Linked DNA regions of Mus musculus: all the other regions are linked to region 6. A link is a contact called in public HiChIP or PLAC-seq, capture Hi-C and promoter capture Hi-C data. All regions are on one chromosome and are shown on one strand. The core of a region is the stretch at or near the end of the contact, and the rest is flanking DNA. Distances in the headings are between cores, read along the strand shown.

Region 1 (4,722 bases), core at 501-3,000, 270 kb before region 6:
ATACACACTCACATGCATGCATACATACACACAGAGTCACACCACAAACTCACATAACAAATATGCACACACACGGACAAAATAATACACAAATACATACAAACACAAAAACTCACAGACACAGAGACAAAACAGACACACAGATGAACTCGCATACATATAAACACAAACACACACACAAAAACACACATATCCTTCAAGATAGAAATCTTTGTTTTAAAGCCCAGCAAAATGGTTTAATGCTGAATTCTAGTGTTACATGAACAATAACAAATCTCCCACTGTCCCAGAACATTAAGGGAGAGGAATACATTCCAGGCCTTCACACGAGGCTGATTCTGTTAGTCACATACAGCAAAGAATCACATAGGGAAAACCACGGACCATTTCCAAGATAAACATTTATTCCAACTTCTTCCCAGAATACTGGCAAAGGATATTGAATAGTCCATTATTGCTCACTATGAACAAATGGGACATAACCCAGGAATATCAGCTTATATGATACACATAAGAAAGACAGTAATGGAACCCAAATAATCCTGTCAGTACACATAGTAAGCCCATTTTACTGAGTCAGCATCGATTTCTGATGAACTGCCCTGGTAAACTAGACGCAGGAAGTCCACATTGCTACAGAACAGAAGTCCTTGATGGCAGACAGAAAGCATCATGCTATCAGGCATGACATGTGAGCAGCCTGCAGGTACCATCAGCATGACACCTGGAAAAACAGATGTGTACAGACAAGGAAAAGAAACTATTCTTTATAAATGACTTCCTTTAAAGATTCTTGAAAGAAGGGTTTCACACCCAACAGTTTCTTCATAGCCTCTGTGACATTCTTATTCCTAAAACTATAGATCAGTGGGTTCAACAGAGGGGTGAGTATGGTGTAAAACACAGACACCACCATGTCCTTCTCAGGGCTGTGGAGGGAGGCAGGGAAAATGTAGGTATAGACAGCAGCGCCATAGAAGAGGGTGACCACAGTCATGTGGGAGGAGCAGGTGGCAAGGGCCTTCTTCCTGCCCTCTGCTGAGTTCATCCTGAGAACAGTGAGGAGGATGGATGTATAGGAGCCTGAAATGACTGTCACAGGGATGAGAAGCATGAGCACACAGCACACATACATGAGGGTCTCATAGAGCCAGGTGTCTGAGCAGGAGAGCTTTGTCACAGCAGGAACCTCACAGAAGAAGTGATGGATCTCCCGGGATCCACAGAATGGGAAAGTCATGGTGATAGGGGTGAGCATGAAGCCATCCAAGGATCCCAGGATCCAACATAAAGACATCAGCAGGAGGCACACCCTGTGGTTCATGAGGACAGGATACCGGAGTGGATGACAGATGGCTACATAGCGGTCATAAGACATGGCAGCTAGAAGCAAATATTCTGACCCTGCTAATGTCAGGTAGAGGAACATCTGCATCCCACAGGCAGCAGCTGAGATCTTGTGGCTCCCCAGGACCTGGTCCATGAGCATCTTGGGCACAGTGACAGAAATGTACATCATGTCCATGAGGGACAGCTGGCTGATAAAAAAGTACATTGGTGTGTGAAGGTGGGTGTCAGAGAGTACCAGCAGGATCAGGAGGGCGTTCCCAGACAAGGCCATCAGGAAAACCACAAATATGACCACAGCAAGCAGGACAGGGTGTTTGGATTGACTGAAGAATCCCACCAGGGTGAAATCTGACTGTGTAGTGTAGTTGTTCATCCAGGTGGTGAGGTCCATGTTTGTCTCCTAGGCAACCAAGAATGTTTTGGGGTTAGTGTCATAGAAACAAGTGCTCAATGATTTATGCCTCAACCTGCCTGTGCTAAGTTCTCTGGGCCTGAAAATCTAAGGACTGTAAATTACACATAATTCAACCATTTTTTTAAACAGCTTGGAATTCACATCTTGGTCACAGGCATTGGGGATTCAGGGTAAATTTTCCATAGTCCAAAGTCATGAACTTTCCTAATGACAGATAGTGTCTTCTCTCAAGTACTACAAGCCTGAGAAATGCTGTCCCATGCTAACCCAATGGGGATTCAGTGACAAAAAACAATGCAAAATCAAAATTATTTTGAAAATTTGGTTTTAAATATGAAATAAGCCTTGGCCTTTATGGTTTGAGGATGCAATCGTTATCTTCAAGACTGAGGTATGTTTCATATAAAAATATTTTAAAGTAATAATTTAAAAGAGAAATTTCAACCAGGTGATCCTCCTCAGTCCCCAGGCTCTGGAGACTCTGAGAGTTTCTGTGCTGCCTGGAGGAAGCCTCACCACCACACAAGAAGGACCGATGCTCAGAACCCTAAAAGGCTTGGGGCAAGGAACCACTAAGAGGCCAAATACTGCTACCAGTCCAGCCACTGTCACTCAACCTAGCAGTCCTCCATCTGCTCTACCTAAATTGATGGTGGTAGTGATGATGACAATGATGATGGTGATAACTATGCCTTCTGATTTTGCCAAGGTTAAATAAAGCAAAACAATGTAAGTTTTTTTCAGTATCCCAAGATAAACATGCAGGAACACACACACACACACACACACATACACACACACACACACACACACACACACTGTTAGAGAGTTAAAAACTCACTATCCTGGATAGCCATCTCAGAGATGGGTAATATTACTGTATTGTATTTTTTTTTCTGCCAGGTTAAATATTGTTTAAGGATTTAGTTTCCAAGGAAATAAGAGAAAATCTTCAAATAAGAAATGTATAAGCCAAATTAAGAATTAGTATTTGAAACTTCCTATGAGTTTATAGGTATGCTTATTTTGTATACAGGTATAAAAACCTTAAATATTTGTTTAGATAAGCTTTTATATGAACACAGGAATTACAAGTACATATATATATATATATATATATATATATATATATATATCCTATTTATGCATTTAGCCCTGATTAGCATAGTTAGCAGGAAAGTTTGCCTGTGTAACCCTGGGCCTCTTCAAGTTCATCTCCTCAAATGCCCACTGTGTGCTCTAAATCTGCAGGATCAGAGGTGACTGTGGTTGCCAGGCAAGGCTGTGCTTACAGCATCACCTGCTTTGTTGGCCATCACAATCCCGATCCCTTGGAATCCAAGAGGCAGAGAGAAGACTGGGTGCCACCGAGATGCCTCTGGCACGAGCCACCGCTCCCTGTGCTCCGTGCTGATAGCTGGAGTCTGGGTTAGACTCTGAAAACATGCCAAGGAGACTTTAAACTCGATGGTGCTTAAAGAGGCTTCTGCCAGTCTATTCAAGGCAATATATAAAAATGATAAAAACGAATGTTTAAAGGGCTACAGAAATATGAAAGCGACAGGTACAGGATACACCTAGCCTTTCTGAAGTCAAATAAAGCGTATGCCATGATTCCTTAAACACAATGAATTTGTTCATACTACAAACTCTCCGACTTCTTTTTTATTTTAGTGTGTGTGTGTTTTTTTTTTGGTGTTTGTTTGTTTGTTTGTTTGTTTGTTGGTCTGCTTGTATGTATGTGCCCTACATGTGTCCCTGCTGCCCAAGGAGAAGAGGTTGCTAGATCCTTGTGAACAGGAGTTACAGGTGGCTGTGAGCCGCCATGTGGGTGCTGAGAGCAAATCCGTGGGTCTGCTGCAAAAGCAACAAATGCTCTTAACCACACAGCCATCCCGCCAACCCCCCCTGCCAACTTGTAGCTAGCTCCCCCTGCCAACTTGTAGCCAGCTCCCCCTGCCAACTTGTAGCCAGCCCCCCGCCCCCCGCCAACTTGTAATGTTAATGCCAAATGGTCTCCCCGAGAATCATTTATCTCTGATTACAGGGCAGGGGAAATCCAGAAAAAGCTGCCAACTGCAGACACATTTATACCACTGTGTGAGTTTTCTAAACTAATCCTGATACTCGGCTGCCAAAAAATCTAGTGTTGCACGCTGTTAAATTGGAGTTTCTCACATTAAGACACCCAGTACAGAAGGACTGGAAACACAGTTTCTGGAGCGCACACAGTGATTGCAGCTTGTTCAATTCCGTCCCCTGCTCTCTAGTTTGCATCTCCTATGGACAGCCAGATGCAACTTCACACTGGAGCTTACTAACAGGTAACCCCTGGACTCACTGGTACAGTTACCCCAAGCTACTGGAGCCAGCAGTATCCGAGTCCGTTCTGAATCCCTCCTGCAGCACATCACCCAGGAAGCTGCATCACCTACTGACCTTAGTTTCTTCATTTACAGAGGGGAAACTCAGACTTCAGAGTGTGTGCCTAACAGGAAACAATCAACTGACCAACAGACGTACATTTTACTCTTTGTAGGGGACACAGGGCATGCTCCTGCCTCCATTCTCTTGGAAACCCCTTTCCCCCCTGTAGTCTATAGCTCAGTCCAGACAAGGTCTTGCACCTTTCATTACAGAAAAGACAGGACGAGAACATAATTCTTAGTGTCACTGTGACCCTCGGTGAGCTTCCAGTCCCAAGACAGCTAATCCATGCCAATAAGATCAGTTAAGAAAGGAGCATACGTGTTCTTCTGTTCCTAAATGGCTATAAATAAAACATGTTAAATCTGTTTCATTTAATAAATAGTATTTGAAGTTTCTGGAAGAAAATGAATTTACTTCTCTGCAGGAAAAAAAGGTAGAGGGAAATCAAAGAAATATTGTCAAGAACTGATAGAAGATTCTGAAAGCAGATGCTAAATCAAGAGTAGTGACTTCCGCAGATTCTCCTC
Region 2 (4,332 bases), core at 893-3,392, 320 kb after region 6:
ACTTTCCTTTTTATTTATCCTATTTGGGATTTAGAGTGATTCTTAATGATTAACCATCATCAAATATTGCCTCTAGCTGGGCGTGGGAGATGATCACCAGGTACTGAAGCAGAAGGAGTATGAGTTCAAGGCCAAACTGGGATATGTACCTCAAAAAACTCTCACACAGCCGGGCTTGGTGGCGCACGCCTTTAATCCCTGCACTTGGGAGGCAGAGGCAGGTGAATGTCTGAGTTCCAAGGCCAGCCTGGTCTACAGAGTGAGTTCCAGGACAGCCAGGGCTACACAGAAAAGCCCAGTCTGGAAAAACAAACAAAACAAAAACAAACAAACAAAACCCTCAAACACATTGTTTGTTCCTTCCTCTTTTTCCTCTTTGTTTAGTTGAATCTCCATTCATCCTCCCTGTGGGTTCAATGAGATACATTTAGATTTCTTTTCCATGTTCCCTTGACTTTTAGGTTTGTATTTTGTTTTATTTTTGAGGCAGGGTCTTGCAATGTAGCCCTGCTGGTAGCTTGTGGCTCCTGAGCGTTGGGGCTCCAGGTGAAGCCCCTGCCTGGCTTCCCTATTACTCTTTTCGGTATTATTTGTGCTGCAGTCCAGAGTCTGCCTACTTCCAGAAGAGGCAAGAGAAGGACATTGGATCCTGAGAAGTGGAGTTGCAGACATGTGTGTAGATGCTGGGGTTGGACTGCAATCTTGGGCAATAGCAGCCCATGCTCCTAATAGCTGAGCCTCTGATCTCCCCCTCCCCCCACCCCCGCCTTTTTTTTTTTTTTTTTTTTTTTTTTTTTTTGGTAATTTCTTTGTTTTTGAGACAAGGTTTCTCTGTGCAGCAATGGCTGTCCTGGAACTCACTCTGTAGACCAGGCTGGGCTTAGAAGGCACAGAGATCTGCCTGTCTCTGCCGCCTGAGTGCTGGAACTGACGGTGTGCAATAATAACACCTGCTCTTTTATTTATTGTAAGTAATTTATTTCTATGTGCATAGGTATTTTAGCTGAATGCATGTCTATGTGAGGGTGTAGGATCCCTTGGCACTAGAGTCACAGACAGACGGGTGTGAACTCTCTTCTGGGTGCTGGGAATTAAACTTGGTGCCTACTGAATCTGGAACTTGCTCTGTAGACCAGGCCTGGTCTCAAACTCAGAGATCCTGCTTCTGCCTCCTGAGTGCTGGGATTAAAGGTATTTGCACCACTTCCCAGCTGCAGCCAGTGCTCTTAACCCCTGAGCCATCTAGCGTTTCTATTTTCTCCCTCTCTCTTTTGAGACAGGGCCTCACATAGCCCGGCCTGGCCTATCACTCACTAAGTTGTAGCTGAGGTTGGTCTGAGCTCCTGATATTCCTGCTTCCCACCCTGCCTCTCTCTCCAAGTACTGGGAATGTAGGAGCATGCGCACATGAGGTTCTGCCTACTGATTTTCAGGTCTTTAATGCAACGTAATCTTTAGCACTATTTTTGGCTTGTTTGTTTTGGTAGTTATCATGTGGGGCTCTTTTTCTTTTTTAGTTCCAACTTTAAAATTTAATTTTATGAGTATGGGTGCTTGTATGCATGTGGACCACATGTTTGCCTGGTGTCCAGGAGGACCAGAATAGGGTACTGGATTCCCTGGAACTGGAATTACGGATAGGCTGGCCTCCAACCTGTGCCTCCACCTCTCTTGAGCTGGAATTACAGACCTGAGCCTCCATCCTTGATCTCTTTTGTAGTCCTCTGAAACCTTCCGGAAACTGAAAGGGCTTGCTGGGCTGGCCTCTATTTTGTGCTCTCAGTTGGGGGGAAGCTGCCTGTCTGCCTGCTTTCTATCTAAAGGTCTTCAAAAGTTGATACTTTGTAAACTTCTTTCACTCTTATCTGCAGTTGTAGACAGAAGGAAGTTCTTCACTAACTCTAGATAAGGGACCCAGAGAAGACTGCCGAAAGCCCCCTCAGCAGACCCACTAAGAAACTGGTGGTCTGACTGGGTGTGATGGTGCAGGCCTGTTATCCCAGCATGAGATGAGAGGTGAAGGCTGGAAGACCACGATTTTCTGGTCCTTTTCAGCTTCTTAAGCTGTTCAAACCCTGTGTCGGCTGAGCACGTTAACACGTGCCTTTAGTATCTGTACTAAAGAGACAGGAAAAGTGCATCTCTGCGAGTTGGAAGCCAGCCCAGCCTACTCAACAAATTCCAGGCCAGCCTAGGTTTACACAGTGAGGCCCTATCTCAAAACAAACAGACCGCTGGGTGGAGGTGCACGCCTTTAATCCCAGCACTCGGGAGGCAGAGATAGGTGGATCTCTGCTAGTTCAACGCCAGGTTGGTCCAGGACAAAGAAACCTCGTCTCAATCAACAACAACAACAACAACAAACCAACTGAACAAACAAAAAGCACAGGCTCCAGCCTCTGGCCCATCTGAGTTGACAAAGTCTGTCTGACACTGACTGTAACCGCCAAAAGCTGCAGATCCCTCCCGTGGTGGAAGGGAAATGCGAGAAGCTATTCCAGATACAGCTGCTGGGTAGAAACGAAGGCAGTGTGTATAAAGTGCTTGGCAAAGGAACTGAATTGCATGTAGGAGTTACTGCTATGGGAGGATTAACATGGTAAACAAAGTCCTTACAACGTTCACTCCCTGCACCTCCCACAGCCTGAAGTGAGATCTCATTACCATGTAATTCTGAAAAGGATTCATGTTCCCTTCAGGAATGGCTCAAGAGACCTTGGCCAGTGTAAAAGGCAGCGGTATCAGAACTCTTCAAAGCTAGTCTGGGCTACAGGACATCCAGTCTAAAAAAAAGCAACACAAAATACCAGCTCCAGAGTCGCTAACAGTCTCAGAGCTGGAGGGCAGGTGTGGGGTAGTTGGGGTAGTGCTGTTTAGGAATCCTCTTAGGGTTGTCCTGCCTGCATCTCTCCTGCTGAAGGCCTTGCTATAGTCAGGGTGGAGGGAGACTGGGCAGTAGTGACTCCAAGGGGCTTTTCTGAACATCAAATCTCCTTCTCCTGATGGCCTCCAGTCAAGTCCATGGAGTCAAGGTGTTTAGCCCAGATTCCAGAGAAATCTAGCTTTGGGCTTGCATCTAAAAAATCTTTTTTTTTTCCTTCCAAGACAGGGTGTTCCAGTGTAGCCCAGGCTGGCCTCGAACTTCCAGCGCTAAGATTATAGGAGTGAGTCACCATACTCAGTGCGTCTAAATCTTTTTATAAAAACTTCTTTAGCACTGGGGAGGCAGAGGCAGGTGGATTTCTGAGTTAGAGGCCAGCCTGGTCTACAAAGTGAGTTCCAGGACAGCCAGGGCTACATAGAGAAACCCTGTCTCGAAAAACAAACAAACAAACAAACAAACAAACAAACAAACAAAAACAAAAAAAAGAAAAAAAAACTTCTTTAGATTTTAAATTTTATTTAATGTGTATGAGTGTTTGCCTGAATGTATGTGTACCACATACATGCCTGATGCCCTTGGTGATCAGAAGAGGGCATCCAATCCCCTTGAGCCACCAGGTGGGTGCTGGGAACTGAACCCATGCCACCTGGGAAAGCAGACAGTAAATGCCACGGTGCCTGTGCCTGTGTAGCTGTCCGCTCGTAGGTGTCAGTCCTCTCTCTCCACTTTGCAGGACCTGAGGATGGAGCTCAGGTTATCAGCTCCAGCTGCAAACATCCTTACTGACTGAGTCTTCCCTCGAGGTCCCAAATCATGCTTATTTTTGACGTTCATTCTTTTAGATTGCCTGGTCTGACCTTGAACTCCTGATCTTCCCGAATCTTGGAGTTACTCAGACACCATAGCCATTTTATGCAGCGCTGGGGATCAAACCCACAACTTCATGTATTCTGGGCATACACTCTACCAACTGCCTCCCCAGTCCTACACTTAGATTACATTTCTATTTATTTTGTATGTATGAGTTCTTCAATACATGTGGAGGTCAGAGGGACAACTTGCAAGAATTGGTTCTCTCAACATGTAGCTTCCAGCAAATGCCTTTACCCACTAAACCATTTTGCTGACCTCTTCAATCCTTTTTTTTTGTTTGTTTGTTTTTTGTTGTTTATGGTTTTGTTTTTGGCTTTCGAGACAGGTTTTCTCTGTGTAGCCCTGGCTGTCCTGGAACCCACTCTATAGACCAGGCTGGTCTCGAACTCAGAAATCCTCCTGCCTCTGCCTCTCAAGTGCTGGGTTTAAAGGCGTGCACCACCACTGCCTGGCTTCAATCCTATTGTTATTTGCTTTAGAAACAAGCCAATGCTGGCCTTGACCTTGTGATCTTCCTGCTTTTGCTGACTAAATGTTGGGATTTGGGTATGGGCAAACATGCCCAACTTCCAACC
Region 3 (4,682 bases), core at 764-3,263, 490 kb before region 6:
CACTGGGAAAGGTCCCTGGCACTGAATATCCCATAAGCATCACATTTTACCACTCAAATTGTTCCTTCGAAGTCAAACTATTCTACTGGTCCAGACACTCGAACCAGCCTCTGATTTTGCCCCATGCTGGCGAATTTTAAACATTCATTTCCTTTTCTTTCATCTAAATAGCCATCTTCATCTCCCATGCTCTAAAAATAGCTCATTGTGCTTTAATAGCCATCTCTTCTTAGGCTAGGATTCCTTCCTCCAGCCCTGTATGGAGCGTCCCAGATGCTAGGCTAATAGTTCAGGGTAAAGGACACTGTATGGATGGAGTACAAGCGAAATCTTATAAATTTTCCTCAAACAAACCATGTTGCTTGGAAGACTTTATTTCTTCTTACTTTCAGGAAGTCAGTGAAGACTCCAAGAGGCTGTTTTTAGCCTTGCTTGGAACACAGGGGCCAGGCATGGGTCACAAGGGCAATGCATTGATCTACTTAAACCAGTGTGATACAATCATCTGAATGTTCTAAGGGACTATATAATATAATGATGCAAGCAAACAGAACTGCAGACACCCAGTCACACACAAAACACCAAACACATACCTGCCTCTACTGTGCTGGGGACTGGGAATGTGGTGTGAGGGTGGGGGGAGGGGAGAGGCGGGAGGAGGATGTGTCTCACCTTAGGTAGCTTAGGCATAAACAAGTACATTTAGTGAAGTAACTAAGTTTGCAATAAAGCACCAACAGAGAAGGACTCTACAGCCTGCTAAGGCTTTTGAAAAGCGATTGCATGTGAGCTCACATAAATGTGGGGTATCCAAGAGGCAAAGAGCCCAGCAGGCTGAGGAGAAAAGCCGAGAGAAAAAAACTATGATGTCTTCTATAGATGTGGGGGATTGGGCAGCAATGGCCGCACACCTAACGAGTGCAATACTGTCTATCACACATCGAACATTCTGGGTCATAAATGAGTGAATGGATAAAAGATCACACGTTTTAGCATCTGTGTTTATCTGCTCATCAAAGCCAGGGTGGATCCTTTCCCTACTGTAGGTTACTTATGGCTATTTAAAAATAAATCATGTTATAGAAGATGCTTAGGGGTTGAACATAGGAATAAAAAGAAAGGTGGTGGTTGTCAGTTGAGTGGGGTGTCAGAGGACAGTTGCCTAAGGGTGAGTTTTAGAGCTGGGTTTCACACTATGCCCCTACTTCATGCAGCTGGACCGGATGCTTGAGAATATCGAAGACAGGAGATCTTAGAAGATGTGCATTTTACCACAACCAATCATTGAAAGTAGTTGGGTCTGGTGGGGCAGGCCTATTATCCCAGCAACTCAGCAGGCGGAGGCAGGAGGATTGCAAGTCCAACCTCTGCCTGGGCAACTTAGTGTGGTCCTGTCTTAAAATAAGAAGGGAAGGGCTGGAGATAGCGCTCAGGGCTGAAGCAGCTTCGCAGCATGCAGAAGCGCTGAGTTCAACCCCTAGTGTTGTAAAAATAATGAAATAAATCATTAAGATGTCAAATTACTTAGGTTAGGAAGGGTAGTGGTCCTGTTTGTTTCCGTGTACCAGTCAGATTATTTTACTTTCTGTTTCCCCACCCACCAGTGTGCATGTGTGTGTTAGAGGTGGTTTTTGTTTATTTTAATTCTGAGCACCTACTTTCAAACCTATTGGCTCTGGCCCCTCCCCAAATCATCTCTAGGAAGCGACCAGTCATGCTGAGGTGCACGTTTCAGCCTCTTCTTCCTGGGTGGTCCAAAGAAAGGCAGCTCTTTCCTAGCAGCGCACAGGACACAGGGGTGACTCTAGATCCAGAGGCTGAATCTGGGTCTGAGGACATTGGAGGAGGCCTAATAGATACCAGCAGCCTGAGAGCTGGGAGGGGTGGAGTGGACAGAAGCCAGGGAAAGGCTTTCTGGGCAGGTGGTGCTCCGAGCCTGGGCGCTGTTGCCTAGAGACAGAAAGGACGCTGTGGCCTGAACACAAGAGGAACATCCGTTGCCTGGAAACTGTAGAAGACGACCTTTCTCCTGGTAAGGGCAGGGCAGATAGCTTGACTTCTCAGAGCAAAAACATGGCCATGGCAGGACGTGTGGGGCAGATGAAGAATCAGGATGAAGTTCACCAGAATCAGATCTTGCGGGAACTCTTTCTCAAAGAGCTACGGGCACAGAAGCTGTACACGCAGTATCACGTGAATCCCCTGCGCAAGGGTGAGCTGGCCCAAGAGGGTTGGGAGGGGTGGGAGAGCACGTGTCCTCTGCCTCAGGTTATCTCTTTAGAGTTCAGACAGCTAAGCTTTGAGGGAATCGCTCCCCTTGTCACCCCAGGCACAAGAGATACATTAAAATGCATCCAGAATTAAACATTTTAGATGTAGAATAAAGAGAGATGATTAATGGGGTAGTTTTGCTTTTCAAACAATTGCCCAGGGTTTTTAATGTCTGCTTTTTGTTAGTAGTTTGGTCTCTTCCTAATATACCCAAAGGGGTTTGTCTTTGTATGGTTTGTTATTATTGCTTTGATTTTTTTGCTACAGCCCTCCTTAAGACTTAGAAGTGGTGGGCTACCAGGTGCAGAGCTTGACCATCCTCCTCACCCTGACCCCAGCAAAGTCACCCCTCCCCCTGGCCTCCCATGGCTTCCCTCCTCTGGGACTTCACAGAGCTCTGTGAAAATGCTTCTGGGCCTGAAACAGACTTATGTGTCCCACCACCTCCCAGCTGCCTTCTCTGGAGCAGCTGGGTGAATCTCTCCCATCCTCTGCTGCAATGCTGGCCTGGTTTAATCATCCTGTGTAAGCAGTTATTCGGATACCACTTCACCTCATTGCACATGCTGGTCACCGCCATCCCACACTTCTCCCAATTAACATCTGCACAGCCCAGTAAAAGGTCAGAATGCACACACAGACCTTCTATCCATTTAGGCCATTCACCTTCTTTCCTTTTCTTTTTTTCTTTTCTTTTCTTTTCTTTTCTTTTCTTTTCTTTTCTTTTCTTTTCTTTTCTTTTCTTTTAGATATTTTCTTTATTTACATTTCAGATGCTATCCCCTTTCCTAATTTCCCCTCCATAAATCCCCTATCCTTCCCCCTTTCCCCCTGCTCCCCACCCACCCACGTCTGCTTCCTGGCCCTGGCAGTCCCTTATACTGGGGCATAGAACCTTTACAGGACCAAGGGCCTCTCATCCCATTAATGACCGACTAGGCCATCCTCTGCTGCATATGCAGCTAGAACCACGAGTCCCTCCATGTGTTTTCTTTGATCAGAATACCCAAGATACAATTTGCAAAACACATGAAACTCAAGAAGAAGGAAGACCAAAGTGTGGATACTTCCATCCTTCTTAGAAGGGGGGAACAAAATACCCATGGAAGGAGTTACAGAGACAAAGTTCGGAGCAGAGACTGAAGGCATGGCCATCCAGAGACTGCCCCACCTGGGGATCCATCCCACAAACAACTACCAAACCCAGACACTATTGCAGATGCCAAGAAGAGCTTGCTGACAGGAACCTGATATAGCTGTTGCATGAGAGGTTCTGCCAGTGCCTGACAAATACAGAAGTGAATGCTCACAGTCATCCATTAGATGATGGAGCACAGGGTCCCCAAGGAAGGAGCTAGAGAAAGTACCTAAGGAGCTGAAGGGGTTTGCAGCCCCATAGGAGGACCAACAATATGAACTAACCAGTACCCCCAGAGCTCCCTGGCCATTCACTTTCTAATAGAGTGTTTGAAGCCCCACAAGGGTTTGAGATAGTCTGAGGGACTCTAAGCTACTCTCCTCCAAGCAGCAACCTTCCACCCACCCCCTCCCCCACGCCCCACTCCTATTTTTGCTACATATATTAAAAGACCAGAGAGGACTAGTCACTTTGTAAACATTTTAGTTGCCTCCTGCAGTTTCTGAGCAGAATTTCAACCCACCAGCCTGTAAGGTTCTATTGGTTCTGGCTCTGGTTCCTATCCAGCTCCACCCATTCTGAACACCTACATGGAGTCGCATCCATCCCATGCTACCCAAGATCCTTCAGTAAAGCCCTAGTTCCCACTCTGCTCTGTAGCAGACCCCGCCCCCACAGTCCTTCCTCCTTTCATTTCTGTAGAAATAGATTTTCTAAACGTGTCAGACCATCTCCTATATGTACGTGTTCCTTGTCCCCAGTGTCTGCCCCTCCTTAGCCATAGTGCACAGCAGCCTGGCTGTCTGCAGAAAGTGCGGAGACTTCACTTTGCCCGTCTGTAACCTAGTTTTCACCAGGATCCCTGACCACTAACGTCAGGAGGACTATTCTCCAGCTCTGTTTAAACATTGTCCATTCTAAGACTTAAGATGACAGCTTTCTCAGACACTGCTGTCTCCTGGCCCAGACTCCCTGGGTCCACTGGAATAAAATGGGAATTCACTGCAGTGTGTTGGTGCTTGCTGTCCTCCATAAGGATTTTGCTAATATACTGGACATGGCAAAGAGAGTGACACAAATGCATATCTTAGGTGTCGGGATGTGTGGCTGGGAGGAAAATGGCCAATGAGGTCCAAGACAAACTGGATCCCATCTCCTTGCTCATTCCCGTTGCTCTTCACCAGCTCCCTCCTCCTCTCCAGCATCCCCTGTCACTCATCTTCCCACGTGTTCTCACACAGTGGACCCCAACTCCTTCATTCAGGACTCACAA
Region 4 (4,518 bases), core at 947-3,446, 280 kb after region 6:
AACTACCTGCCTCCTTCAAAGGTAAACAGTGCTCAGGGAAGCAGCCTAACGTGTTTCACTCTGAGAACAAAAGAACAAAGCAACAAGGAAACTAGCTCCTGTGCATCTTGATGACAGGAGGCTAGGTTTCCATTTGGAGGCTGAGCAGAAGTGCACAGGGAGTCATGCAGGGGAGTCTCCCATCTACCTATTCTAGCCCTGCTGGTCAGCATCTACCAAGGGTGTACTGGGGGTTTGGAGACACTCCTTGGACAAGCACAGATGGCCTTTTGCCGCCCTCCACGGATTTCTTCTATAGAGACTTCCAAAGCCAAAGTAGGCTGTGGGAACTGAGAAGGCAGCAGGTCTGTATGGAAGAACACTGGTCCTGCAAGGTAGCAAAGGTAAGAGGTATGCTTACACTGCCAGGCTTCTCTCAGCTCATGTGAATTCTGACTCTGTGACCTCCTACCGAGCTTAATGAACCAAAAGGGCGATGAAAGAGTGAGGGCTACAGGTGTGTGTACTTCCCCTACAGCTGTCAAGCACTGACTAAATAGAGTTCCTACTTTCCTTCTCCCAGGCCTGCTGGAAGCTAGAGAACTTCCCTCATGCGTGCTAAGCAAGCACTCTACCAACTGAGTAACATTTCCAGCCCACTGTATTGTATTTCTAACAGGCACTACTGGTTTAGAAAAAGATGTAATCCTCTTGGTGCTTACTAGTACTCATGGTGGTTGGTGGGACACAATGCCAAGGTTTTCCTTTTGCTAAAATCTATTTGGACATTTTTGATGAGTTGTTATTGCCTGATTTTAAAAAGATTTTCCACTTCAAAAAGCTAAAAGGCCCAGCACATAATAGCTGGTGGCCCACAGAACATCACAAAGCCTGGAGAACCAGCCCATCCTTCCCACTCTTCAGACCAGGTCCCAAGGTCACTAGCCCTCCCTACCGTGTAACTAAAAAGAGCAGCTCTTGGGGAAGAAAGGCCAAGTCTCCATGGCAGGATCCAAAGTTCCTCATACCCACTATGCCCAGAGAGACCAGCCCGCCAACGGCAAAGTGGGGCCTCCAGGCTCAAGCCTTCCTTCCAGAAACAGCTCAAGTTTTGTAGGAAGTTTGGTCTGGAAGAACACAGGCTAGGCAACAACGGGGATGGCACTGTCTCCAGAGTCAGTCAGTGTTACAGGAAAACCTCAGCTACTCACTAACTACTGCACAACCTGAATTTCTGAATCTTGTAGAGCTTCATTTTCTTGTAAGGATCATATTCAGAACTATGGTAAAAATGAATGGAGATAGTGGAGATAATGAATGGGATATGGATGGAGGCTCAGAATTCTGGTCTGATAAGCATTCAAGTTGGATACTCCAACTCTTTGACCAGAATCTCTAGGGCAACCTTGTCTCATGAGGCAGATCTAATGAATTAAGATCTGACAGAGGCACGGCAGCTTGGCTAAATCTGTACACAACACCTACTGTGGAAATGAGAAAAGGCCAAAGTTAGAACTGGCCATTCCATGCTTTCATCTCATTCTGCTCTGGGCCCACTAATGAAAAGTCTTATCTAGCTGGTCAAAACCCACAGCAAGGTCCAGCATGGTGGTAAAATCACAGCACCTGGGAGGTAAAGTTCCAAGTCAGCCTGGCCTAGTGAGTTCCATGACAACCAGGACTGCATTTTAACACTTAACAACAACCCACAGCAGGCTCTGTCCTGAGAGGAACAGAAAACTATTAAGACCCTGGGTCACTGGGGTTGGATAGATACCTCCACAGTTAAGAATATATGTATTGCTCTTCCAAAGAACTAGAGTTTGAGTCCTGAGTTAGATTCCTCAAATTGTCAGGTGGCCTCTGCAGGAATACATACATGATTAAAAATAAATAATTTTAAAGGGGGGGGGTCAATAATCATTCCATACTGTACCCAGGACTTGTGACTCTCTGCCCTTTTACTGCTGGTATCCTAAGCTACCCATCCACATCTTATTCCACCACCACCCATCAGAGGCATTAGAACAAGCAGGTAAAAGTAGAGATACCAGCTCAAGAGATCTGGAACCAAAAACCCCAATGCCGCTTTTGTCTGACTGGCATGGCATCACTATCTCAGCTCGTAGGCACTTGAGATGTGAAGAGGAAGTAAAAGGGAGCAAGCCACAGGGAAACAGTGAATTGGTTCAAAAAAATTAGAAAGAAAAAAAGAAAACCAGGAGGCTGACTCACAACTTAACCATCCTGCCAAGTGGGCATCACAGCACCCTCTGATAAAGTCACCCTCACACATCTCTCAAAGGGAAGGCAAGAAGACAGGCTCCACACCTTCCACCTGCCTACAGAGGCTCCTGTGTAATCCACCAAGCCCAGGGCACAGAGCTTCACCAGGACCCCACAACCCCTCACTCAGTAAAGATACTGGAGAAGCTGAAGCCAAAGGCTGCAACCACAGATCTTCTGCAGAAAAGAGACTTCAGATGTGCTAAAGGGGCACTTTACCAGAGAGCCTGTCAGAAGTACCATCAGATGAACAAAGAATGTGGGTTGGAGCTTTTCTAGAATCATTTAAATGAAACCAGGTCCTAACTGTGAAAAAGACACAAAGAATCTAGGAAGGCAGACATTCCACAACCCAAGCATGACCAGAAAACAGGCTGTGTCAGCTTTCCTGCCTACGTCCTTCTCTGGAGCTTGACATGACAGCACATACCTGAGGAGAGAGGATCACAAATTCTAAGTCAGGCTGGATTACTCAAGAGAGTTACAGACCAGTCTAGGTTACCCAACTACATCCTATCTTAAACAGAAGCAGGAGAGAAGATTAAAAATCCAGTCCTGCTTGGCATAGAGACCCTTGCTTGTAACTCCTAATGGCAGCATTCAGGAGAGGCAGTGCATTCAAGGTCATCAGCTACATGATGAGTTTGGGGGTAGCCTGAGCTACATGAGATACTGCCTCCTTCTTTAAATCCTCTTTGGGACTGGAAGGACCAGATAAACACTTTAATAAATGCTTCTGGTCAATTCCATGGCTCTGTCTTAAGTCTTTTGCTCCTTTTTTTTTTCCTACCCCTTGGTGTTTCTTTTTTGCTTAAGATCCATTTTATTGAGCTAGAAAAGTACCCAAGGAGCTAAAGGGATCTGCAACCCTATAGGTGGAACAACAATATGAACTAACCAGTACCCCCAGAGCTCATATCTCTAGCTGCATATGTAATAGAAGATGGCCTAGTCGGCCATCATTGGGAAGAAAGGCCCCTTGGTCTTGCAAACTTTATATGCCCCAGTTCAGGGAAATGTCAGGGCCAAGATGTGAGAGTGGGTGGGTAGGGGAGCAGGGCGGGAGAAGGGTATAGGGGACTTTCTGGATAGCATTTGAAATGTGGATGAGGAAAAATTGACAAAAAAAGAAAAAAATTAATTTTTTTTTAATCCATTTTATTTTGGCCAGGCAGTGAGGGCTCACATCTTTAATCCCAGCACTGGGGCGGCAGAGCAGGTGATTCCGATTTCAAGGCCAGCCTGGGTTATAGAATAAATTCCAGGACATGCAGGAGCACAAAAAGAAACCCTGTCTCCAAAACAAAAAACAAAACACAACACCTGGGCTGGAGAGCTGGCTCAGTGGTTAAAAGCACTGACTGCTCTTCCTAGAGGTCCTAAGTTCAATTCCCAGCAACCACATGGTGGTTCACAACCATCCGTAATGAAATCTGATGCCCTCTTCTGGTGTGTCTGAAGACATCCACAGTGTACTTATATACATAAAATAATTCTTTAAAAAAAAAAAAAACAGCCGGGCTTGGTGGCGCACGCCTTTAATCCCAGCACTCGGGAGGCAGAGGCAGGCAGATTTCTAAGGCCAGCCTGGTCTACAAAGTGAGTTCCAGGGCAGCCAGAGCTATACAGAGAAACCCTGTCTCGAAAAACCAGGAAGGAAGGAAGGAAGGAAGGAAGGAAGGAAGGAAGGGAGGGAGGGAGGGAGGGAGGGAGGGAGGGAGGGAGGGAGGGAGGGAGGGAGGGAGGGAATGTATTTTATTTTAAATTATGTGTTCGGCTAGTGAGATGGCTCAGCAGTTAAGAGCACTGACTGCTCTTCCAGAGGTCCTGAGTTCAAATCCCAGCAACCACATGGTGGCTCACAACCACCCATAATGAGATCTGAAGACAGCTACAGTGTACTTACATATAATAAATAAAATTAAATTAAATTTTAAAAAATTATGTGTTCACATGCATGCGTGTATACTCACTGAGTGCAGTGCCCTCAGAGGGTAAGAGGGCATTAGGTACCCTGGAGCTAAAGTTACAAAGACCATGAACCAGCCCTAGTGGGTACAAGAAACACATCTGGGGTCCTCTGCAAGAATAGCAAGTGCTGTTAACTGGTTGAACCTTCTTCTCCAGGCCCACACATTTCCTAACTTACAGGTACAAATGAAAATCCTGATTACATTCTGCTTTGACAGAAAACAAAAGAAAAATTTTCTGTTGAAATCTCACTTGAATACCATGATTCAAGTCCTGTTTTAG
Region 5 (4,302 bases), core at 408-2,907, 360 kb before region 6:
TGGCTCATCATGGGATAGAATGGTAGGGAAACATGTAATGTTCAGTTCATTCACAAAGCACATAGTTTGGGACCTTACACAGGATTATAGAAACTCCAGAGGACGCAAGTCAGTGGAGAGCTGTCCATTAGAGTAGACCAGATCCAGTACTGCCAGTGCTACCCAAGCCCTTATGTGGAGTGACATCCAGACCAGGGATGCCTGCCCTCCATACCCCTGATATCAAAGGGACTTATGTGGGGACATGGGGACAAGAGAGCATGATGCTTATGCCTTACCTGTAAGACCAGCTACCCACAGTCACTCTCCCCTAATGTCCCTAATGTAAAAAGTGCACAGAAGGCACCTGTTGGCCCCTTACCTTACCAGGAGATCACATCTCAGCATGTACAGGATAACACTACACCAGCCTAGGGACAAACCATCAGATCTGCATCTAACATGGAAACGTCTGCTTTAACCACAAGGAAGAAAGTTAGAACACACACCATCTTCATGACTACCAAATCTCAGAACCCTTTGTGAATCCAGTAACATGCCTGTGTTTTCCTCCGTGGTAGAATAGTCAGAATTTCCCCCCAAATCACTGCGGAACATTTTCTCTGCCCACTTTCTTTCTCATTAAATGTTTGCCTGAGAGCTTGCAAAGTTCTCTCAGTATTCAGTGCCATCCTCACCAGGACAGCTTCCCTCTGGTCCGTATGGAACCAGCCCTCACTTTCCCTGTCTCTCGGCTACCCAGGAGCAGCCTTCTGAGCGCCCCCTTCACCTCCTTGTTCCTGAGCGTGTAGATCAGAGGGTTGAGGAGAGGGGTGACAATGTTGTAGAAGAGGGTGAGGAACTTGCCCTGGTCCTGGGAGGAGCTGTTCCCCGGCTGCATGTACATGTAGATGATATTTCCGTAGAAAAGCGAGACCACGGTGAGATGTGAACCACACGTGTTGAATGCCTTCTGCCGCCCTGCAGCGGAGCGGATTTGTAACACAGCTCTCACAATGTAACCATAGGAGACCAAGATGAACACCAGAGGCGACAACACGATGCCTATTGCCAGGACGAAGACGGTGCCTTCCACTGCGGCAGTGTTGACACAGGCCGTCCTGATGAGAGCTGGCATCTCGCAGAGGAAGTGGTCCACCCTGCGGTGCCCGCAGCGGGGTAGACTGAGGGTCACAGGAGACATAGCCAGGGAGTTGGCCACGCCGCAGCTCCAGGCCACTGAGACCAGGCCCACGCAGAGCCTGGGGCTCATGATGACCATGTAGTGCAGGGGCTTGCAGACCGCCACAAAGCGGTCATAGGCCATGACAGCCAGCAGCAGGCACTCCACACCCCCCAGGCCCAGGAACAGGACCAGCTGCAGAGCACAGCCCACATAGCTGATGGTCTTGTCCGGCCCGCTGAGGTTATAGAGTAGCTGTGGGATGGAGCTACTGGTGAAGCTGAGGTCAAGGAAGGACAGGTGTGTGAGAAAGAAGTACATGGGGGTGTGAAGGTGCGGGTCCAGCCTGGATACCAGGATGATGATGCTGTTGCCCAGCAGGGTTAGGAGGTAGGCGGGCAGGATGATGGCGAAGAGGACCCTCTCCAGCTCGGGCCGGTCAGAGAAGCCTATAAGGATGAAATGGCTGAAGGTGCTGTCATTGGTTGCTCCCATCTCTACTGCACCTGAGGAAGACATCAATACTGACAGTGATGGGAGAGGACAGAACTTCAATTATTTATTACTTGTTTAGTTCCAACAACCATGTAGTAACTCTGACAGATAAGCAAACTGCGTCATGTATATGGCAAGTCAGATGTCATACGGAGAAACAGGACATGGTTGTCTTTGAACCTAGCAATTGATGCTTTGTTTCTGCTTCACTTGCTCTAGTCTTGCCTCTAATTCCATGAAGCAAGAGATGAACTGTGCTGTGGTCCAGATTTTGATTCTCTCCAGACCCACAATCCCAAGCTCCTGTCCAAAGGCAAAGAGCACAAAATCCAGCCCTGCATAATCAACCCAGAGCATTTGAACATGCCCAGCATCCAGCCCTGCATAATCAACCCAGAGCATTTGAACATGCCCAGCACAGCAGATGGGAAATGTGGACATCACCCATGTGAGCCCACTTGGATTGGCTCACACACAGATGTATTTGAAAATAAATTTGCTGGGTTTTTCTTTAGAGACTTTTGAAAATTTGGTAATTCAAGGACAGACTGGTGTTACCTAGAAATATCTTTAATTTTTTTTTACAAATATATAGACTGTATATATACATTATGTATTTTATAATCTACTGCAAAATATAGAGAAATCTACTGTAAACCATTAAAGTTTATCTAGATTGACAAAACCCATCTAGAGCACCGTTCCTGCCAGAGGGAACTTCAGTGAGCAGCTGAAGCACTGCACCATATCTGGAGCAAACGAACCATGCTTTGCCTTGGACCCACGGGACACATTCTGTCCTTTTGTTATTTTTAGTGAGTTTTGGATCTCTGGATAGAGAATGGTGTAGGAGACAATAGGTTATCAGTGAAACCAGCGGCTCATAAGACCTCTCTCTGGGCCTGCTGCCTAGACAGCATGGTGCTTGTTTTTCTTCCAAAGTACATAGGAAATACTCCTTAAAGAAAAGTGGAATCCTAATTAAAGTTTTGTTTTATTTGTGTGTGTGTGTGTGTGTGTGTGTGTGTGTGTGTGTGTGTGTGTGTGTGTGTTAGCTCACCTTTGCAGGTACAAGGACAACTTTTAGGAGTCAGTTTTCTCCCTCCATCATGTGAGCGTGGGGGATCAGATGCAGGTCATCAGGCTTGGCAGCAAGTCCCTTTACCCACTGAGTCTTCTTGCCAGCTAGAACAAGAAATGGAGAAGGCCCAGGGTCCAGGTTCAAATCCTGCTCGGAGAAGATTGGTCGACCCACCTCACAGCTAAATAGCACATGCATATCCCTTGCCTCTGTAGCACGTTACAGGAAAGACAGAGAGAAAGGAGGGTTCTTTCTCTCTCAGGCTCCGTGTAAATAAACCCAACTTCTCTACCATTTTCCAACCCCTAAATCTTTGCATAAAGAAAAGCTGAGGTGGCCTGTGTGCCCTGCACCAGTGCTGCATGAATCATAGAAAGCCATAAGGCATTAACCCATTCTTGCATGCTTGTTGAGAGTTTAAGTTGACATCAGAGCTCTTAAGAGATGCCTACTTCTCTGCACACACACCCAAGGCTGTACATGTGATTTTAATAAAAGAAACCTGTTTCTCTTACAGAATTGAAAATTGAGTATTTTCTCTTTGCCCTCATTAATCTCATGTGAAGGGATCTGTCCTGCATTTTTGACCCCTGGTCAGAGGACACATACCCTCCAGAGCATCTTCACAGCATCAAAAGACAGATGGTCCGCAGAAAGAGTGTGTGTCTGTAGTTAATAACATTAGTTATTTAACAGACAATGGTATTATACAAGCAGTTGCTAAATTCAAATGAGTATAGACATGTGACATCACATGGAATTTTGTCCACCCAGATATTGTTAGTTCAAGTAGGTAAAAAACAAAATATGGTGCTGGGATTCATCTTTTACAGTGAAATATGCTTGTCTAGCATGCACAAAGTCCAAGTTTCATCCCCAGTTCCCAGTAAACAAGATGTGGTGGTGTACCACTGTAATCCCAGTAACAGAAAATCTCAGAAAACAGAGGCAGGAGGATTCGGAGATCAAGGCCTTCTCTGGCTACACATAAAGTTAAAGGCTATCCTGAGCTATACAATAAACACAATTGTATGGTGAGAACACACACATAACTAAAGAACATATTAAATAATAAATGATCTTTATCTATCTCTGTCTGTCTCTGCCCCCCCACCTGTGTGTGTGTGTGTGTGTGTGTGTGTGTGTGTATGTGTGTGTATGTGTGTGTGTGTGTGCAAGGCCAATGTGGATGAATGCTGTCCATTGGTATTTTCGAGCATGTTAACATTTCTCATGTTTAAAAGTCACTTGTTTGTAAACCTTGTTTTCCTACAATTCCTTTTGTTTTCATTTCTTGTTCTGTTGTAGGCTTTTTTAAAATGTGTGTTTCTTTTTGAAAGACGTAAAATGGATCTCTCTTACTTTATATTTCACTCTTAAGTGTGGTCTTCCATATATTTGTTCTAGTTTAAGGAAAGTACATATATAACCACCTGTCTGTGTGTCTGTCTATGTCTGTGTGTGTTTGTGTCTGTCTGTCTGTCTGCCTGACTGTCTCTGTCTTTCTCTGACTCTGTGCAGGTGCTTGCAGAGCCAGAAAGGGACATGGGAGCTGCTCAAGCTG
Region 6 (4,762 bases), core at 275-2,774:
CATTACAGATGGTTGTGAGCCACCATGTGGTTGCTGGAAACTGAACTCAGGACCTCTGGAAGAACAGTCAACGTTCTTAACTGCTGAGCCATCTCTCCATGCCCAGACATTGGGTTTTTTCTTTTTTTAAGCATTCTTTTAAAAATATTTTATTTGTCATTAGCTTTGTATATCTGTGGGTGTGTGCACATGAGTGCAGGTGCTCCTGGAGGCCAGGGATGTTGGATCTCCCTGCAGCTAGAGTTCCACACAGTGAGCCTCCTGCCATGAGCACTAGGAAGGAAAGGAATTTGGGTTCCTCTGCAAGAGCAGCACACCACCCAGCCATTGCTTCAGCCCCTGAAGAGTTTGAAGGGATCTTGTTTTTGTTTTCAACCTAGATGCACAGTTGTTTGTTGTTTTGGTTTGGTTTAGAGCCGGGACAAACACACCCAAAGGTCCCAAGGCAAAGCTCCTTTCCCACAGGCATGGCAGCAGGCTTATTTTGGGCTTGTCCTCTTCCCGAACCCAGTAGGAGCTTCTGATCCATTTCTCTTGAGACATTCAGTCTCTAGGAGGCGCCACTACCTGTTAACGTCTTTTACCTACCTGCACAGAGGACACAGCCTGAAGAAGTGTACCTGCCAGAGAGGAGCTTGGTGTCAGCTCAGAGCCAACCACCCTCAAGTCTCCGCACTCACACACTTACAGGGCCAACCCTACAGACCTCCCATTCGCTGGGGCTAGGAGGGGAGGAGCAGGCCCACCCTGCCCAAACGAGAAACCCAAGGCTGTAGGAACCGGCTTGGGGCTGTGTCTCGGTGCCCTCCTTGGTCCCTCCCGGCCCCTAACCGGTCCAACAGGAACTTGGCGAGCTGCGAGTGCAGGGAGAAGCCCAGCCGCTCCTTGAGGAGGCACCACTGTTCCATGTGGCCGCCCAGGCGGATGCGGCACTTGCTGCGGCGCGCGTCCAGCTGCCTGCGCTTCTCCCGCCGGCGGCGGGATGCGTCTGCCACCGGAGAGGCCATAGACGTGCGGGCCTACGGGAGGAACGTGCTGTCGTCGTCGGGGCTTTCGGGACAGACACAGCCCCTCGCTCCGTCTGCAATGAATGGGGAGACCATAGTGCCTCCGCAGCGCTCGCGCCTCTCGGATCCAGCCACCCCTTCTTAGAGCCAGGGAGGACACTTGGAACACGGGGGTCGCAGGCAGGGGGAAAAGACTGGAAACTTGCTCTCCTTGTCTGGAGGCGGCCAGGTCTGCGTGCAGCCGCGCCTTGGCCTTCTCCCTGCCTCCCATGCAGGGGAAGCCCACCCAGCAATGCTAGGACACCGGGCCAACCCTCGTGGGGTCTTACCTGCACGCCCCAACCCGCCTTTGCCCAAACTGCGCCTGCGCTCCCCGGACCCGCGTGCTCACTCCGAAAGCCACAGAAGGACCGGGGCCCACCGCGCGCGCCGCCGCTGTTTCTCTTTTAAGAAGAAACCGTCCCCCCTCGGCGTCAGGAGGCTACGGCCTGGACTTGCAGCGGGAAGACAGCTGTCTGCGCCTGCGCCCCGGGAGCCCCGTGCAAAGCCTGCCGGGAATTGTAGTTAGCCTTAGTCCTGAACGACTGTCTGGGATTCTGTCGTCATTGCTCCTTCTATTAGCATCTCTGCCTATCAGTTGCCACCAAGCAAACGCGAGCTGCAGCATCCGCCAGCTGAAGCCAACTAGAGTCCTTTCTGAACCGCGAGACCACCCTCCAGCTGCAACCTATAACCTGCCACCATCCACACGAGAAGTTGCCTACACTTTGTACAGACTCTGATTTCACATCGTCTACAAATGGCTCTGATGGAGTTATTTCTATCAAGAGACTGCAACGGCACTTGTCAACGGCACAAGTTTTTTATTTTCTGTTTTGCTTGAAACAAGGTCTCATGTAATTCAGGCTGGTGTCCAAACTCACCATGTAGCCAAGATAGCCTTGACTCCTGCCTCCACTTTTGAAGTACTGAGATTAAAGGCCTGCACCTCTCTATGTTGCTAAATGAAGTGACCAATTCTGTTGCCTCTCTGCCCCAGAATGGAGAAGAGTTTAGCTCTCTCCTCTTGCCACACATTCATCTCACTTTCTTCTCAACTTCACTGTCAGACTAGACTTTGTCTGCTCCTGGTTTTCTCCCGCTTGGCTGGATCCTCTTCTCTCTTAGATCCTTCTGTTACCAAAAGATGGAATGGACTAGGCTCAGGTCCCTGGCAAGCCTCTCTTTTAGGTATGCTCTTGGGGGGGGGGGGGTGATGTAATTAGATCACCCATTGATTGATGTTTCTGGCTACCCTTTTGGGATTCCAGACTCCTTTGACTGCCCAGTTGACTCTCCATGGTTAAATGGCTTAATATACTTCATGTTTATAAAGAATTTACAAGTGCCTGGCACAAGGGAGTCCACAATGAACAGCCTTAGGGCTCAAACCTCACTCCAAGTCACTTGCACTACTGACTGTTTTCTGTAGCAAATCACTACAAACTTGACAACTCAAAACAGCAGAAATTTACTCGCTTACAGTTTTGGAGGTCTGCACCAAAGTGCTGAACAGGGCTACAGGTCAAGCAAGAGCTCTAAGAGAGTTTTCTCCTTGCCTTTTTTATCTTCCAGTGGTGACCAGCGTTCTGGGACTTCTGGCCATATCACATAAGCTTCTGACTCCACACAGCCTTGCTCTAGTGCAACCCTTCCTCTTCTTTCAAACACAGTCCACTTGGGTAATCCAGAGGACCTCCCATTTCAACACCTCAAACAGTTATAACTGCAAAGTGTTGGCTACAAAAAAAAAGCAACTTTCACATATTCTAGTAGTTAGAACACGGATGTTTGGTGAAACTATGTTTCAGCATGCAGTATGATCATCATAGACTGTTGAGGCATCTCATCAGAGAAAGATGCTTGCTGAGCAAGTCTGGGGCCTCAGTTTAATCCCTAGAACCCAGCATTAGGGTGGAAGGGGGAGAATGGCCTCTAAAGTTGTCCTCTGGTCTCCACAGACACGAGGCATGGCACTGATGCTCACACACGATATGTACGCACAAAATAATTTTTATTTTTAAAGATGATCACCACATGTGGTGGCACACACTTTAATCCCAGCACCTAAGAAGCAAAGGTAGAGCCGGGCAATGGTGGCGCACGCCTTTAATCCCAGCACTCGGGAGGCAGAGGCAGGTGGATCTCCTAGTTCGAGGCCAGCCTGGTCTACAGAGTGAGTTCCAGGACAGCCAGGGCTACACAGAGAAACCCTGTCTCAAAAAAACCAAAAACCAAAAAAAAAAAAAAAAAAAAGCAGCAGCAGCAAAGGTAAATGGGTCTATCTCTATGAGCTCCACGCCAGCCTGATCTGCATATCAAGTTTGCCAGGGCTACGAGAAAGAGAGAAATGAGAATTAAAGTAAAATTAAACTTTAAAAAAACTTATCTTCATGAAAAAAAAATGGGTTTACAGTTAAGAGTGTGTCTTAGTCAGGGTTTCTATTCCTGCACAAACATGACCAAGAAGCAGTTGGGGAGGAAAGGGTTTATTCAGCTTACACTTCCACATTACTGTTCATCATCAAGTTCGTCAGGACTGGAACTCAAGCAGGTCAGAAAGCAGGAGCTGATGCAGAACCATGGAGGGATGTTCTTTACTGGTTTGCTTCCCCTGGCTTGCTCAGCTTGCTTTCTTGTAGAACCCAAGACTACCAGCCCAGAGATGGTCCCACCCACAAGAGGCCTTTCCCCTTTGATCACTAATTGAGAAAATGCCTTACAGTTGGATCTCATGGAGGCATTTCCTCAACTGAAGCTCCTTTTACTGTGATAACTCCAGGTGTGTCAAGTTGACACAAAACTAGCCAGTACAGAGTGCTTACTGCTCTTGTGGACAACCAGAGTTGGTTGCCAGACCTCATACCAGACAGATCACAGCCACCTTTAACTCCAGCTCTAGGGGATCCAACACCTTTTTCTGGACTCTGTACTGCACTACTGCACTTGTACCCACAAACTCCCACACAGACACACCATATATATATATATATATATATAATATAATGTATAAAAATATATTTTTATATAAAATATATATAATATATTTAATATATAAAATATATAAATGCATATATATTATATAAAATATATAAAAATATTTTTTTAATTAAGAATTTTGTTCACTGCACCCAGGCATGTTCACCAGATACAGTGGTACACACCTTTAATCCCAGCACTCAGGTAGAAGCAGGAAGATCTCTGTGAGTTCAAGGCCAGCCTCATCTACAAAGTGAATTCCAGAACATCCAGGGCTATGTAAAGAAATCTGTCTCCAAAAAAAAAAAAAAAGAAAAGGAAAAAGAAAGAAAGAAAGAAAAGAAACGACAGACAGACAGACAAGAAAAGGGAAGAAATGAAAAGAAAAATAAAAAATAATTTATTCTCTGTCAGGGGAAAAAAAAAACTTCAAATAAGAAGCCATATGTCAAGCATCACAGTTTATTACACTGGGGACCTGAACACACCCGCATTGATAAGCAATCTCTTTACACCATGTATTTATTCATTCGTTCGTTTGTTCATTCATTCATTCATTCATTTTGGCTACATGGGCTACTTTTAAAAATCTCTTCAAACTCTCCTCTGAGTGGTTTTAACATCCTACAAATCCATCATTAACCAACTCTTAGTTAACCTCCTCTGGACCCTTTGACTAGGCCTGAACCTTGGCCCCCACCTGTCTCGGCTTAGCCATCCCCCCTGGATTAGTCCGT

Evidence for each region. Promoter capture Hi-C pulls out the DNA fragments that hold promoters and counts their contacts. HiChIP or PLAC-seq counts read pairs in DNA pulled down with a chosen protein or histone mark. Capture Hi-C pulls out chosen DNA fragments and counts their contacts.
Region 1: an H3K4me3 HiChIP or PLAC-seq map of stem cell-derived neural progenitor cells shows a contact between it and region 6, with 28 read pairs. The contact joins the promoter of Olfr325 here to the promoter of Zfp692 in region 6. A contact is called at or near these places in 3 of 39 promoter capture datasets (the 3T3-L1 cell line, erythroid cells and hippocampal neurons), 2 of 15 datasets of contacts at CTCF or cohesin (embryonic stem cells and stem cell-derived epiblast-like cells), 8 of 484 Hi-C or Micro-C datasets (Sertoli cells, cardiomyocytes, epidermal suprabasal cells and 5 more), 7 of 115 datasets of contacts at active chromatin or transcription factors (astrocytes, embryonic forebrain, embryonic stem cells and 3 more) and 1 of 9 other capture datasets (adipose tissue).
Region 2: a contact with region 6 is called in an H3K27ac HiChIP or PLAC-seq map of embryonic stem cells, with 6 read pairs. The contact joins the enhancer-like site here to the promoter of Zfp692 in region 6. A contact is called at or near these places in 9 of 39 promoter capture datasets (embryonic stem cells, fetal liver, hippocampal neurons and 5 more), 2 of 115 datasets of contacts at active chromatin or transcription factors (bone marrow-derived macrophages and embryonic stem cells) and 1 of 9 other capture datasets (pancreatic islet).
Region 3: a contact with region 6 is called in a promoter capture Hi-C map of hippocampal neurons, with 3 times the contacts expected there. The contact joins the promoter of Fam183b here to the promoter of Zfp692 in region 6. A contact is called at or near these places in 8 of 39 promoter capture datasets (the C10 cell line, cranial neural crest, embryonic stem cells and 4 more), 4 of 115 datasets of contacts at active chromatin or transcription factors (the 230-238 cell line, embryonic forebrain, embryonic stem cells and 1 more) and 1 of 9 other capture datasets (embryonic stem cells).
Region 4: an H3K4me3 HiChIP or PLAC-seq map of bone marrow-derived macrophages shows a contact between it and region 6, with 3 times the contacts expected there. The contact joins the enhancer-like site here to the promoter of Zfp692 in region 6. A contact is called at or near these places in 4 of 39 promoter capture datasets (the C10 cell line, the HPC-7 cell line, neutrophils and 1 more), 3 of 484 Hi-C or Micro-C datasets (Th1 cells, centrocytes and nephron progenitors) and 2 of 115 datasets of contacts at active chromatin or transcription factors (bone marrow-derived macrophages and microglia).
Region 5: a contact with region 6 is called in a capture Hi-C map of embryonic stem cells, with 4 times the contacts expected there. The contact joins the promoter of Olfr322 here to the promoter of Zfp692 in region 6. A contact is called at or near these places in 2 of 39 promoter capture datasets (cranial neural crest and hippocampal neurons), 7 of 115 datasets of contacts at active chromatin or transcription factors (the SCID.adh cell line, T-cell acute lymphoblastic leukemia, embryonic forebrain and 4 more) and 1 of 9 other capture datasets (embryonic stem cells).

Annotation. Positions count from the first base shown.
Region 1 is chr11:58,577,865-58,582,586 of GRCm38.p6, reverse strand. Olfr325 (olfactory receptor 325) reads right to left here and starts at 1,750. Exons shown (of 1, transcript NM_207153.2): 1 at 710-1,750. The coding sequence starts at 1,741. The coding sequence ends at 761.
Region 2 is chr11:57,982,056-57,986,387 of GRCm38.p6, reverse strand. It overlaps a transcript of Larp1 not described here. Among named protein-coding and RNA genes, the nearest start is that of Larp1, 25 kb to the left of the region's middle. Within about 2 kb of position 2,142, at least 54 of the 459 cell types and tissues checked have an H3K27ac peak or open chromatin away from gene starts, as enhancers often do. A contact at or near this core is called in embryonic stem cells and liver, where this site is marked.
Region 3 is chr11:58,799,291-58,803,972 of GRCm38.p6, reverse strand. It overlaps Fam183b (family with sequence similarity 183, member B), which reads left to right and starts at 2,013. Exons shown (of 4, transcript NM_029283.3): 1 at 2,013-2,212. The coding sequence starts at 2,080.
Region 4 is chr11:58,022,524-58,027,041 of GRCm38.p6, reverse strand. The region is part of intron 1 of Larp1 (La ribonucleoprotein domain family, member 1); the gene reads right to left. Among named protein-coding and RNA genes, the nearest start is that of Gm51897, 2.9 kb to the left of the region's middle. Within about 2 kb of position 2,196, at least 46 of the 459 cell types and tissues checked have an H3K27ac peak or open chromatin away from gene starts, as enhancers often do. A contact at or near this core is called in bone marrow-derived macrophages and neutrophils, where this site is marked.
Region 5 is chr11:58,662,916-58,667,217 of GRCm38.p6, reverse strand. It overlaps Olfr322 (olfactory receptor 322), which reads right to left and starts at 1,657. Exons shown (of 1, transcript NM_207693.1): 1 at 674-1,657. The coding sequence starts at 1,657. The coding sequence ends at 674.
Region 6 is chr11:58,303,831-58,308,592 of GRCm38.p6, reverse strand. It overlaps Zfp692 (zinc finger protein 692), which reads right to left and starts at 1,524. Exons shown (of 12, transcript NM_182996.3): 1 at 1,337-1,524; 2 at 832-1,081; 3 at 589-620. The coding sequence starts at 1,007.